2 separate regions of the Gossypium hirsutum genome follow, and region 2 is linked to region 1. The links are chromatin contacts, called in public Hi-C maps. All regions are on one chromosome and are shown on one strand. Each heading gives the region's core, a stretch centred on a gene start, on an enhancer-like site or on the middle of the called end of the contact. The rest is flanking DNA. Distances are from core to core; before and after follow the strand shown.

What was found. A called contact is a pair of places that touch in the nucleus more often than the background predicts.
Region 2: a contact with region 1 is called in a Hi-C map of leaf, with 1.7 times the contacts expected there. The contact joins the promoter of LOC107896363 here to the promoter of LOC107896361 in region 1. A contact is called at or near these places in 3 of 34 Hi-C or Micro-C datasets (all in leaf).

Annotation. Positions count from the first base shown.
Region 1 is chrA10:106,194,237-106,200,581 of Gossypium_hirsutum_v2.1, forward strand. LOC107896361 (nudix hydrolase 16, mitochondrial) reads left to right here and starts at 4,078. Exons shown (of 4, transcript XM_016821514.2): 1 at 4,078-4,583. The coding sequence starts at 4,513.
Region 2 is chrA10:106,337,011-106,343,884 of Gossypium_hirsutum_v2.1, forward strand. LOC107896363 (transcription factor TGA2) reads left to right here and starts at 4,951. Exons shown (of 12, transcript XM_016821518.2): 1 at 4,951-5,188.

The DNA of each region.
Region 1 (6,345 bases), core at 2,828-5,327:
TCTAAATACATACAATTACAAAAGCTATTTAATCAGTGCTCGTCTAGTGACCTAGTCATAAGTGTGTTACCCTCATAGGTTATCTTTAATCTCTTTAGGATAAATCCGTTCTCTCAACATGATCCCATTTTATCTTATGGTAACCATTACATCTCCCTTCATAAAAAGTCAATTACTATCAAATAGTAATTAAGTCATTTATCACAAAGGCAAACAACCCGTGACCATGCTTACTTTTCATTTATCATGTAATTCCAATGAGAGGATATCATTTACCCATTAGTTGGGTTATGAATTCTAGTGTTGAGAATGATGCTATCTACTTGCAGAAATCATATACCTAACACATCAGCTTTCGGTTCCTTATCTATTTGAACTTGGGCTTTTATTTACATCAAAGTATATGAGTCACGCATACATAGGCAATCATCCACTTAAGATTTAGGTATGTCATACTTTGAAAGTCAAAAGCAAATAATCCATAAACAAATCCGGGATCTATTCTGCTCGGGTCTTGTCGATGTATTGCCAGCCCAGTGAGTCACATCTATGTCTATATCTTTAAGAGTCATCCGCTCCAATGCTCAAGACAAAGCATCTCCCCAATTGGAATTGATAGACAACATATTAGTTTTTCAATCAGTTTGCTCATTTCTTATTAGACTAAGGACATGCTTAGGTTCATCTACTAATACAAGTTGTTTTTCTATATTATAGTCCGACCACATAATATCGCTTAATATTAGTTAAACGCTAGATAACTTGTGAGCCAATATTTGATTCTATTTTTCTTTTTGTGCAAAAACCGTTAAAGACATTATACAAAGAATATTATTATGATCAATGAGTATTTTATTAAACCAAGTTGTTCGAAAAATACAAGTATACAAAGATGAAAATATTACACTTAGGGCATCAAATCCAACAGATGTATGTTAATATTTTAGGGTTTGTTAATAGATTTGCTATTTTTTTATGCTTTTATAGATTAAGGTATATATAATGAATGTAAATTGCAAGGTTATCAAAATCGGACCAGTGGTCAAACCGGTTAGGCCATCAGCTCGCCAATCTGACCAATTCGATTAAATAAATCACTAAAAATTTATAAAATAAAATATTAAAAAAAAGGGTTCAATTGATTCAACCAATTATTTTTAGCTTAATTTAATTGGTCTTATACTGATTCTTAAGTCAACCAGTTAGATGCCTCTCTCTAGGCCAATATCTTAATTAGTTCTTAGTCCAACCAACTAACCTGATTCTATTTAAACAACCATGATAAATTGTGTATTTTAATTTTAAATCAAACTTATTTTCATTAATTTTAATTATAGTTAACGGATTAAAATTTTACTTCATTTCTTCAATTCATTTGGTTTAAAGTATAAGGTTTGGATAGATAAAAAATGGAAGAAATAATGAGTACTAAAATTTTATTAATAGCACATTTATATAAGGCATCAAATTCAAGAAATTTTTTTTAGAATAGTATAATTTATATCACATTACATGATAATAAGATAATTAATTAGTTAATAACATTACGTAAATTGAAAAAAAATCACTAGTTTGGTTTCCGATTAGGCCACTAGTTTGGCCAATTTAGTGATCAAATCGATTAGACCACCGATTTTTGGTTCAACTTGTAATCTGACCAGTTTACTGTTTAATAATAAAAAATAATATAAATATTAAAATAATACTTAAAAAACCTAATTTAAAATACAACTTGGACCAAACTTTTAGTGGAGCAAAATTACTAGTAAGGCCCAGCTATGTTAGGCCCATAGCAAAAAAATTTGACAAAACCCTAGTCTCATCATTTTTATTTTCCCTAGCCGCTTAACATCTTTTCATCTCTCTTTTCTATTTTCCAACTTTTTTCCTATTATCTGAACTTTTTCATCTTACAACTCAAATCCATTGGGTTTTTCTCTAGAAACGAAAATCGCTTGGTGGAATATCGAATCACCCAAGCTCAAAGCCAACCCCATTGAGTTGTCATTATTGTTCTTTGATTGAATATGGTGGGTGGCCGGCGGCAACAAGAAGGTAGCAATTAGTTGCCGACGGCAGTGGAGCAACAAGAAGGCAGCAACCTTTTGGCTTTTTTTTTCAAGTTATTTTTTTATTATTTTCTGTGTGTCAAATGCAAAAAACGATTTGACCCATTTTTACCGGTTCATGGTTTAAAAGCGTTTTGACCGATTTTTTATTATTTATCATTGGATTGGTTTATTGATCGGTTTTTAATCCGACCAATCCGTTCGGTTTACGGATTGATTACCGGGTATACTAGCTGGTCCAGTCCAATTCTGAAAACATTACCAGTTTTGCTAGTTTCACAGAGATGATACACCCTATCGATTGATTTGACTGGCAAACATAACTATTTTTGTGTATGTCTAGGGTCATCAATGCCACCATAATCACAAACCCTAAAGCGTATGTGCCTGAAAAGCTTTAAACCATTTCCCTAGTCGCTAACACATTACTATCTAGTGACTTTTGATGGTCTCAGCTGCCATGTGCACCCGCCTAAATTGATACCCATGACTTATCTGCCTAAGCCACTGGACATGACTTTTCGCATAAGTGGGCAACTTTTGTAAAGTGCTCTCGCATTAGGAGAAAGCCGCAAATCCTTAGGCGCGTAAATCCTAAAAAGAGCGAGTTGGTGGCATCAAGTATCTACATGCATTGAAGAAGAAGAAAACTCAAAACCTTTTGTTTTGTACTTCTTTTTTCACTTGACAACTATTTCAAAGCACTGACAACAATTTACTTATTTTCTTAAGCTGTAAATGATAACCATTAGATGTAATTGAGAAACGAAATGAGGCGTTGTGAGATATTTATAGGGTTTGGAAGTTGCTAAACTCACCAATCATAAGATGTGATGTTAAATAGCCTGAACTCAACATCAATGCAATACAATGTCCTATCAAATAGTATCCCCAATATCAAAGGAATCTCTGATAGAGAAGACTTAAGAGGAAACTTATAGGTATCCCCATATTGACAGCATGGTAAAATTACTTCTTCAAACCTTTAAACGATCTTTTTTCCTGAAAAAGTAGAAAATGGTAATTTTTGGGAAAATTAGGAGAGTTTGAATGTTTGATATTTTGTGGGAATAGAAGAGAAAGGGGTGTAGTATTTTTTATTAACTTAACACTCACCTAGTACGTCTTTAAAATGATAAATTTTTAATTTAATTTTTTTTATTTATAAAATTTTAAATTAGTAAATATAAATTTGTATTTTAGTCCTAAAAATGATAAAATTTTATTTAATTTTTTAAAAATTAAAAAGATATAAAATATTAAAATGATAACATTATATTTTTATGACAATAAAAATATATAATTTAATTCTGTTTAAAAAATTATTTGGCTTCACCACTGCTCTCATAGATGTTGAGTTCTAAGGTTAAATGAATTGGTTATACTAATTGGTATTATTGAACACTATAATTTTAGTAATGGTAAAATTTTACTTTAATCCTCTAAAAATAATAAAAATTTGATTTAATCTTTTAAAATTATAAAAATATAAATTATTAAAATGATGAAATTATATTTTTACTATCTTAAGAATATATAATCTAATTTCGATCTTCATTACAATAATTATCTGACTTCGCCATTACACTCACAAATGTTGAGTTCTAATATTAAATGAATTGGTTGTACTAATTGCTAAATAAATATCCTAGTTAAAGTTGAGTAACCTGAATTCGATAATATTGAGGTCTTGAACACCGTAATTTATAGTATTTTTCTTTTTATAAATAAGACATGTATTGTGATGATTTTATCATATAATAAACTTGACACTCATAAATTTGATGTGTATTTAAAAATATATTTTAAGAAAATATTTTTAATGATACTTATTTTGATAATTGATTTAAAAAATTACTATACTCAAATACAAAAACAACCACTTACTTGATAATTCTTGGATTGAAGGATAGAAAAGCAAATGCAACATCCGATTTTGATAATTACTTACTGAAAAGGTAGCATAAAGTAAATATTTTGATTTAGGTGATGCATATTGTAATTTATCCAGCCACATAATAACCAGCTCAGCTCACATGGTTTTTGACCACTCCACCGCTCGATCCGTTCTTAGCGCTTTCCTTTTCTCTCTCTCTTTAGTTTCTTAGTTTCCTTCTTTTTCTTTCTTTCCTCCCAAAAAACTGAAAAAGAAATTTCGCATTGATTACGAATTTTTTTTTACTTTTGAACGCCCCCAAGTTTTAACATAAAAAGACAAGAAAATCACAACCATTAAATGATGTTTTCTAGCATTGATCATCACCATCAATTCCGATGCCAGCAGCAATGGATGAACCATAATCCGGTACAAGCCTGAGCATTTTTTGTAAACCCCCCAAAAAGAAACAAAAAAAACACCAACCATGATCGCTTTTGTTGAAATTAGGAGGATTTGAGATTTACAAAGAAGAAAAAAAGGAAATTGTGATTTTTTCATAATATTATGTCGGATTTGGTGGCCCGTACGGGTCGTCTTCAGCAAAGGTACGAGGCTGGTTTTCGCCTTGTCGCTGGGTATGTTTTTTGTTATGATTAGTTGCTTAAACTGTGTAATGTAGATGTGGAAGATATGTTTGCATGTGGCTTTTGAGAATTTTGATTGATCAATTTTTGGTTCTTTTTATCTTTTTGAATGGTGTTGTTTCTGTTATTGGAATGTTTATTAGAGCATCGGGTTTGAGTTATTTATTTATTTTGATCGATCAATTAGAATATTCCTTTTTAAAAGAATCTGGAGAATGGGTTTGTTTTATTTTTGGTGTTTTTGAATTCTAATGGTGCATTTTAATTTTTGAATGGTTTGTATCGTCTCTGGGATTGTGTTGGCAGATGTGTGTATTTTGTTTTTGGTGTGTATCTTGTATATGTGCATTGGTATATGCAGTTTTTTAATAGGTTATTTGAAGGTTGGAGTGGATTTTTATTAAGGACATTGTTTACAGGAATATCAAATGGCTTTTAATTTTTGGTATATTATCTATCTGTTTGTTTAGATATGAGTAGTTTTACAGTTCGAATGATTCACTACATTCTTAGATGAGGGTTTGTTCGTTTTTCTTTTCTTTTGGTGTGTGTTGAGATAGTTCATTTAAGGTTCGAATTGTTGTTTATTACATTTTTTAGATGAAGATTGAAAATGGGTACTTCCTGTTTTTGTTTTTAGGATTGGTTCATTTTGAGGTTCTATGGATTTTTTTTTCATTCTTGGCATGACCATAGAAAATGGATATATTACTTTGGTGTGTATAAATTGATTATGTTTTGTTTTCAATGGCATAAAAGTGCACATTTTAATTCTGAAATGTTTTATTACATTCTTGACATGAAAATTGCAAGTGGGTGTTACTGTTTTTGTTTTACTTTAGTTCAAAAGTTTGGGATTAGTTGGTGGATTTTGTTTGTGTCTAATTTTTGTTTGTTTGTTTCTATGAGAAATGTCAATAATATCTGCTTAATGGATAAGATTATTGCTTTGGAAGGAGGGTACATGTTCTCAGTGATGAAGTGAACGATATTTGTAGAATTTTCTTCTCCACATTGCCTTATGAGCTTTTGGAACTAATATTCTAGGATAATTCTTTGTAGATTTCAGTATAATTGGTAGTTGAAGTGTTTGGAAAATGTGACACTGGCTTAAGAAATGATATTTTCTCTTGGAGGTAATCTTGGAATATCAAAATTTCATGAATGACTCATGAGGTGGAACGGACTTAGCATATCAACATGGCCTTGAGAGTGACTTCTGGTGGATATGACATATGACAAAAGGAGATTGTGAGACCTTGGAAAATTTATTGTGTTGAATAGTAGTGGTTATTGTTTTAATAATATGGTATGATGGTGATAGATTCTGTTTCCTTGGCAGGCAAACAAAGAAAAACTAGGGAAGATTATGAACGATCTTAGAAATTTCCTAACTTATCCTTTATTACTGGTTGATCAAGCAGCTTAATCCATATAGTTATGATTAACAGTTGAAGTTATGCTGACTTAATTGGTGGAACTAAATAAAAAATTTGTCTTGGTTATAGGACATCCTTCAATTTGTTATTTGGACTCGGATGTGAGCTTCAAATACAAATGCATATTAATGAGGAAGATGTTATTGAATTGGGCTCCTCTCTATTTTTGGCCTTTTTTCTACCGTCTGACGGCAAACTATGACCGTATTTTTATACATACCATGTTGGGAGAATGTTAGGTCTTCAATCTGTTCTCTTCTTTTTCCCTTGTTGCTTGTTATTTTGGATTGAAATTGAATTGTTTCATTCTGAAT
Region 2 (6,874 bases), core at 3,701-6,200, 140 kb after region 1:
TACATGTTTAATAATAAGATTTAATTTATCATTCTAAAATTATTTTATTTAATTCATAAATTTAATTGAAAACAAAATTGTTTCAAATTTTATCTTGCATATATATTTTCTCAATATAATAATGCATGTATGAAATCATGGATATATAAAACTTGTTTTGAAATAAAATAAAAAATGCTTGAAATCACTTTTTGTTTTATCTAAAGGCTAACTCATAGGAATATAAAAAATAGTTGATTACATGTATTGCTCAAAGCAAAACTATAAATAATTAAATCATAGGAATGTAAAACTATAGGCGGTCTAATCCACAATTCTTGCACAAATTAAATGAAACAATTCTACAAAAAAAAGTATTTTATACAAATACGAGTGCTAAATCAAATTTGCAACTGAGAAAAAAGTAAAATTTGGGAAAAAAAACTTGGGAAGAATCCATTGGAGTAATAAAGAAAATCAAGTAGTCCAAAGGAGACAATAACTTCTTCTTCTTGTTTTTTTTTTTGAAATTTATGAATAGACTAATACCTTAAACCAATATAAAGAGGGTTAATTTTGCTTTAGTAACTTTCCTATCTACACCGGAAAGTATTCCCACCTTTTATCATGGGAATCATGTTGCCATGTTCATGAAAAAATAACTCTCAAAAGAAAGTAAATTATATTTGACATACCAAATATTGGGATCACTTTCCAACTGATTAAATTCCTAGGAAAGTAACTACTTTTTATCGTACCAAATGCTACCTAAGAGTTAGGCCCTGGATTAAGCTTATTTAGTGGCTTATTGATCTGCCGCAATTCATTGTAGTAGATTAAACCATTTTCTACACTTAAGGAGCTTAGATAAAATCAATTTAGTTATGCTTTTACTTAGTTTTCATTTTTAGTTCATAGATAATAAAAAAGTGTAATTTAAGCCATTTATATGACATTAGGGGACAAAGTAGGCATAAAGGTAAGCTAACATATTTGGTGAGTGTGCAAGACATCATTCAAAGGCATAGAAACACGAGACTAGCCGTGATGTTGCAACACGGAGTGTTGGTGCCCCAACATAGTGAACACAACACTTAAAAGGAGCAAACCACCTTCAGTGTCGCGACATAGCCAGAGGGTGTCATGACATAGCCTTGTCATCAAGCTTTAGCTTGTAAATTGCCATTAGTGTTGCGACACAGGCCAAAAGGTGTCACAACACCAACATGATGAGGTGAATTAATGAACAAAGGGCGTTTTGGTCCGCACAATAAACTTTAATGCAAAAACGTCAGCCAAATTAGGTCAATGGACGATGACCAACCCTAAGCCTATAAATAGACAGCTCTAAACACTCCATAAGCAGGTTTTTATTCAAGTTTAGTCAACAACTTTCAATTTATTTTACTTTTAGTTCTCTTTAGTTTATTTTGTACTCAAGTTTCTTTTCATATTTCGTGGATTATCATTCGTGCTATTATCAATATATCAATATTCTCCTTAAACTCTTTGCTTGATCTATTTTTTATGTTTATCATTATAATCAAATTTATGATGTTTACTAGATCCATGGGGCACCAATCCATTAACGGGAGATTAACGAGTGGACGTGGGAGTAATTAACTTTTATGTAGGGTCTCTTAGCGAATCAACTGGTTGGGATAGGAAGAACTTAAAACCCTAGGCTTGACGACCTTAGGAAGTCATATAGGTGGGAATGAACTCAAAATTGATATTGCCTATTGTTAGAATTAAGTGATCCGAATCCTTATTTAAATAAAATATAGTGGTAAAGTAAAATAAAAGAAGAATCCATATAGAATTACACTTCTTTTATTTTATTTTAGAATAAGGTTTTTTAAACCTTATTAAATTCTATCTATTTGATATTGATTAGAATAAGGTGTTTCAGTCTTACTAGAATATGGCTTTACAAGCCTATAAATAGACATAGTCTATTCCTCTTATAACGATTCAAATTTTCGACATAGTGAATTTTCTTCTCCTCTGCCCGTGGTTTTTTACCGAAAGGATTTCCACGTAAAATTTGTGTGTTCTTTATTTTATTTTATTTTTATTTCTCTTTTCTTTGCGATATATTGTCATTACCGACATTATATATTTTCACACCTATCCATTAAACCTTACCTCAATCCGGTTTGGACTGTGAGGTCGAGAGATAAGTAGTTCTTGTCGACTCATTGGGTTAGTGGAAGATTGAGAGGTCCTGCTAAGTTAATGACTAGTTGATTGGATAGAATCCAAAATAGGAGTTATTTATGACCATCAAAGCAAGTTAGTCTTCTATCATTAGAATTGATAAAATCTGCAAATTATGTTCCCTTCTTTGTTTCTATGCCTTTTAATTATTTTTATAAAATATGATTTTTCATTACTTTAGGATTTATTGTAATATAGTTCAATTAAATTATTAATTAGACCTGTTAACATAAAAATTAGAATTAGTTTAGTTTCACCTCCCTTGGGTACGATCCTCGGGGTACCCGATACTTTGTTGTATAAATTTATATTACAACCTAACCCGTATACTTGCGGAAATTACCTAACTCTTCTATTTGGTTGCGGTATTCACACTCTAGACGTTAGTACATCCGAAGGCGATCACCTATGAAATGTGTGTGAAAAAAGATGGGGACACTTGTGCCTTAAGGTTTTTGATGGATTTTTTTTTTAAATCTTGATTAATATTTAGTAGATTTTTTAGAGTATATTATTTTTCACATTAAAAGAGTTGTGTTATGAAGAGACATAATATTTCATAAAAAATAATGTTATGAAATAATATAGCTTATGCTACTAATTGTGTCTATGAAGAGACTTAAATGCTTGACCTTTTTCATTATTCTGCTTGGTTTTAAGATTTTTGTTGTATCTTCAAGAAAGTATACCTTTAATATATTTTTCTCGCATATATCCCACCGTTTTCTTTTATTTTTTACACAAAACCTTAACCCTAAATGTTCCAAACTATTAAATTCCTAAACTCTCCTACCAAATTTCCTTCAACCCAAAATTTTAAATGGTACCATTGCCACAATCATAGTAAAATTACTCACATTATTATTAAAATTTGTTACTATAAAATTATGCCTTGATTATAGTGAACTAAATATTATTTTTTGCAATTTTCAATAGCCTAAAGATTGAATTGTTTAGGTATGTCAAAGTATGCTTTTTATGCCTTGAACAATCAAATTGCATGACGCTTAGAGAGGGCTTGTTTATACAAAGTATTTCAAATAGGCAAGTTCTTGTGCATGCCATTGTTTCTTACTGTATTAGTTGAATGATTGAAGTCCAAGACCCATACTTTACATTTTTATGAGGTGAAGCAACGATAACGCTGGAAGATGTTGTTCTACTAATGAGACTTTTAGTCAACAGAAAAGTAATGATGGGAGGAAGTTCATTTTGTTGGAACACCGGTACATACTATGGCGAAGCAAAAATTAATCTAACAATCATAACCCATGGATTCATGTGCAATGAATGGATCTGAGTTAAAGGGAGGTATGAAAATTATACCTTCATCGATTTAACTTGAGAAAATCTGTTTTTTGTTGTATGGTTTTTGGAGCAGTAATTAGTGGCAAAGTTAGAGGGGGCTGGTAGTGGCCTCGCCTCCTCCCAACATTTATAATTTATTTCTGGCCCTTCCGAGAAAAAATCCTAGCTACATTCCAAGTAATAATCGAACCACAAAACCACAACGACAACACTTTATTTTGGCTTCTACAGTATCCACCTTAGAAGAAAATGACTAGAAAACTCTTGAAACTCTTTTGGGTGATTTTCAAAATTTTTTTGGTTACTAGTCAAATGAATTTCGAATAAGATGTAAAAGAAGAGATCAAGACTTGCATGTATTCAAATTACCTTATTGAATAATATAAATCTCATAGAGTGATTTAGGGGATTGTAATAAGACATGATACCCTTTCCATAAAGGATATCGATTTACTTTAATCTTAAAAATACTCTTTTAATTGAAATTTATGAAATCTTTATTTAATAATTTCAGTAAAGATGTACCTCATTAAAATTATATGAAACTGTTTCATATTTATTTCGATTGGATCCTCTATGTGTGTGCATCAAGTATGTACACATATCATGTCTAATATTTATTATTATATTTAAGTTTTTAAAATATTTTATGTATATTAACTTTACAAATAATTTATATAAATTATTTAAAAGGTATTTAAAATATATATTTTATGTATTACTATATTAAATTATTTAAATATTATATAACTTAATCTATCTTTAACTTTTCACTATCATGTCTAGAAAATACATTTTAATTTTTAACCACAAAATTTGGTAGTAATATAAAACACCAAAAATTAATAAACCACAAATTTTCACATTATATTTTTATCTACTTTTTATAAGTATTTTTGAACAGCAGTAAGAATAGAAAACTAGCCTTAAATCTACTAACCGCTGCACACTTCACTAGTGATATAAAATTACTATCAATGTTGGATGCAATCATTCTTACTATGCACATTTCCACTTCAATTTACCTTTTTCTAATTATTTTTAATCGACAATTTTATATTTAAACATACTTCTCCAAGTAATAAAGGGAGACGAAGATAGTGTACTTGTTAAAAAAAATCTACTTTACACCATCTTCCATCCACTTAAAGAAAATCTGCTCTATGTGGAGTTATTTGGGATTTGCGATCCCTAGTACAAACCTGTATTCTTTCAAAATTAGGTCACGGCTTTGCTTGAGGACACCTCTATATACAAGAAATAAAAGGAGTGGAGAAGTGAAAAACAGAAGAAGAAAAGGTTAAAGGACTTACGAGTGGCGTAGCAACAGTAGGAGATTTCAAACCCAAAGCTGGTTTCTTACATAACACAGTTTGATCAAAGATTGGTTGTCTTTATTGATACTACAGTGTCAGTATCTCTGACACAGTTTTACAGCAAAGTGGAAAAAAGAGTTAAAAAACAAAATAAATTTCATGTCAAACCCCATTAAAGTTACCAAAAAAACAAAAAAAGGCAATTAAAATATCATTACTTCTTGGAAAGTGGAAAGATTTCTCACAGAACAGGTCAAGAGGGCGTCTAGAGATTGGAATATCATTATCCGAGTAAATATATTAACGACAAGAATAATTTTACTTCAAACACAATTTTCATCATTATCAATTTTTTTTTCCACTGGGTGAGCTTTTCTGGTTCTGATCTTTCAAAATCTGCCGTTTTAAAATAATCATTTCCAATTATTATCATGGGAAGTTTACTGGTTTTTACTGTTTGAGTTTGAAAAGAAAATGGTAGGTATTGTCTAAGTTGGTTTTCTTTTTGAAAAAAACTGAGTATGGGAGTTCGAAAAAAATCGTTGCTTTGTTTCATTTTTCCTGTGTTTCTACAGATTTTTGTTCATGGGTATGGGTTTTTATATTAAAATTGTGTGATTTTTGTTGGGTAAGTCAATTTGGATCATTATAGAGTTTCTTCGAATTTGGTTATTATTATTATTATTATTTTTTGCGTTTATGAATGATTTTGGCTTTCTGGGTATTTTTAGCTTAGAACAAATTTAGCTTCTTTTTTTTTTTTTTTGATCTTTAGATGTTCTTTTGTTTAAAAGTTTGGTCGCTAAATCTCTGGGGTTGGTAAAATACTACTTTTGGCAAGCTTGTGTTTGCTTCTTTTCTCAAAACTCTTATTTTTAGGGCTTTTTGTTATTTTTTCCCTGTGGTTTAGGTTTCATGCCATTAATTTAGGTGGTGGGTAGTGGGGCTTTTTGGTTCTTTGTTGATAGCTACTGAATCTGGGAAGGTATAGTCTGCTTTCAAAAATGGCCCGAGTTTTTACAAAAAAGTTGAATTTATATTAAATATCCTTCAAGTTTTATGAAATTTTCCTTTAATATCTGCTTGTAAACTGTCAGCATGTGCTATCTAGATCTGCTTTCTGTAGTATTGTTACTTGTTCTTGTGCATTGCTGGGGCAAAACTTTTGAGATTTTCATTTTTTTAATCTATTTTAGCCTCTGAACTTTGGGTTTGGTTTATTTTCACTTTTGCTTTGCAATCTTGATCTACTCTTTCTTAGAATTTGTGAGACTGTGAGTTTCTAAATGAAAATGTGAAGATCTTTCATGTCGGGTTTGTGTAATTATTTTTGTTTCTGGTGTTTTTGACTGTTGAGTTTATGGACTATTATTCAAATAGCCTGGAAGTCTGTTGTTGAAATGTACGTTTTATTGTTGACTTGGATAGGCAACTTGTTTGTAACTTTTTGTACTTCTTCCTTTTACTTGTGTGGTTCCCTGTATTTATCTCAAATTCTGGTTTGAAAGTAGTCTGATCGGAGTTGAAACAAGGAAAAGAAAACCATAAAATGGATACTTTTCTTGGTTAACCAGTAGTACTATACTTTTTCAAAGAATGGTGGACTGTCCCATCCATGTTCTTGTTGAGATTGTCTTCTGTTTATTGTTGCTTGATTGTGTATCTTAACCTGTATAATATGAACACGATTCAAAAAGGCTTATCTAGACATGGGACAATGTTTCCCATCCAGTAGGTATTTTTAGTCCTAGGTAATTTCTTTTTTAGTATGCTTGGTGTTCGTTGGTAGGTTATCGGAGAGCATTTCAATGTTATTTTTGATGCGAAATTGTTGAGATCTCTTCCGTGCCTGCGACTTCATGGTTTTGCTTTTAACTGTCGATATGGATTTGCTATCCCAGTCACTCATATTGAGCTGTTTTAAGATTCATTTCTATTGTGCGTGGCTCGGGTTATTTTTATGGGTTATTTTTATTCTTCATATTGTTCTATTACTATCTTTACTAAAGGAAGACTGATACTTGCAGTTCATTTTGCACTAACTGTTTTAA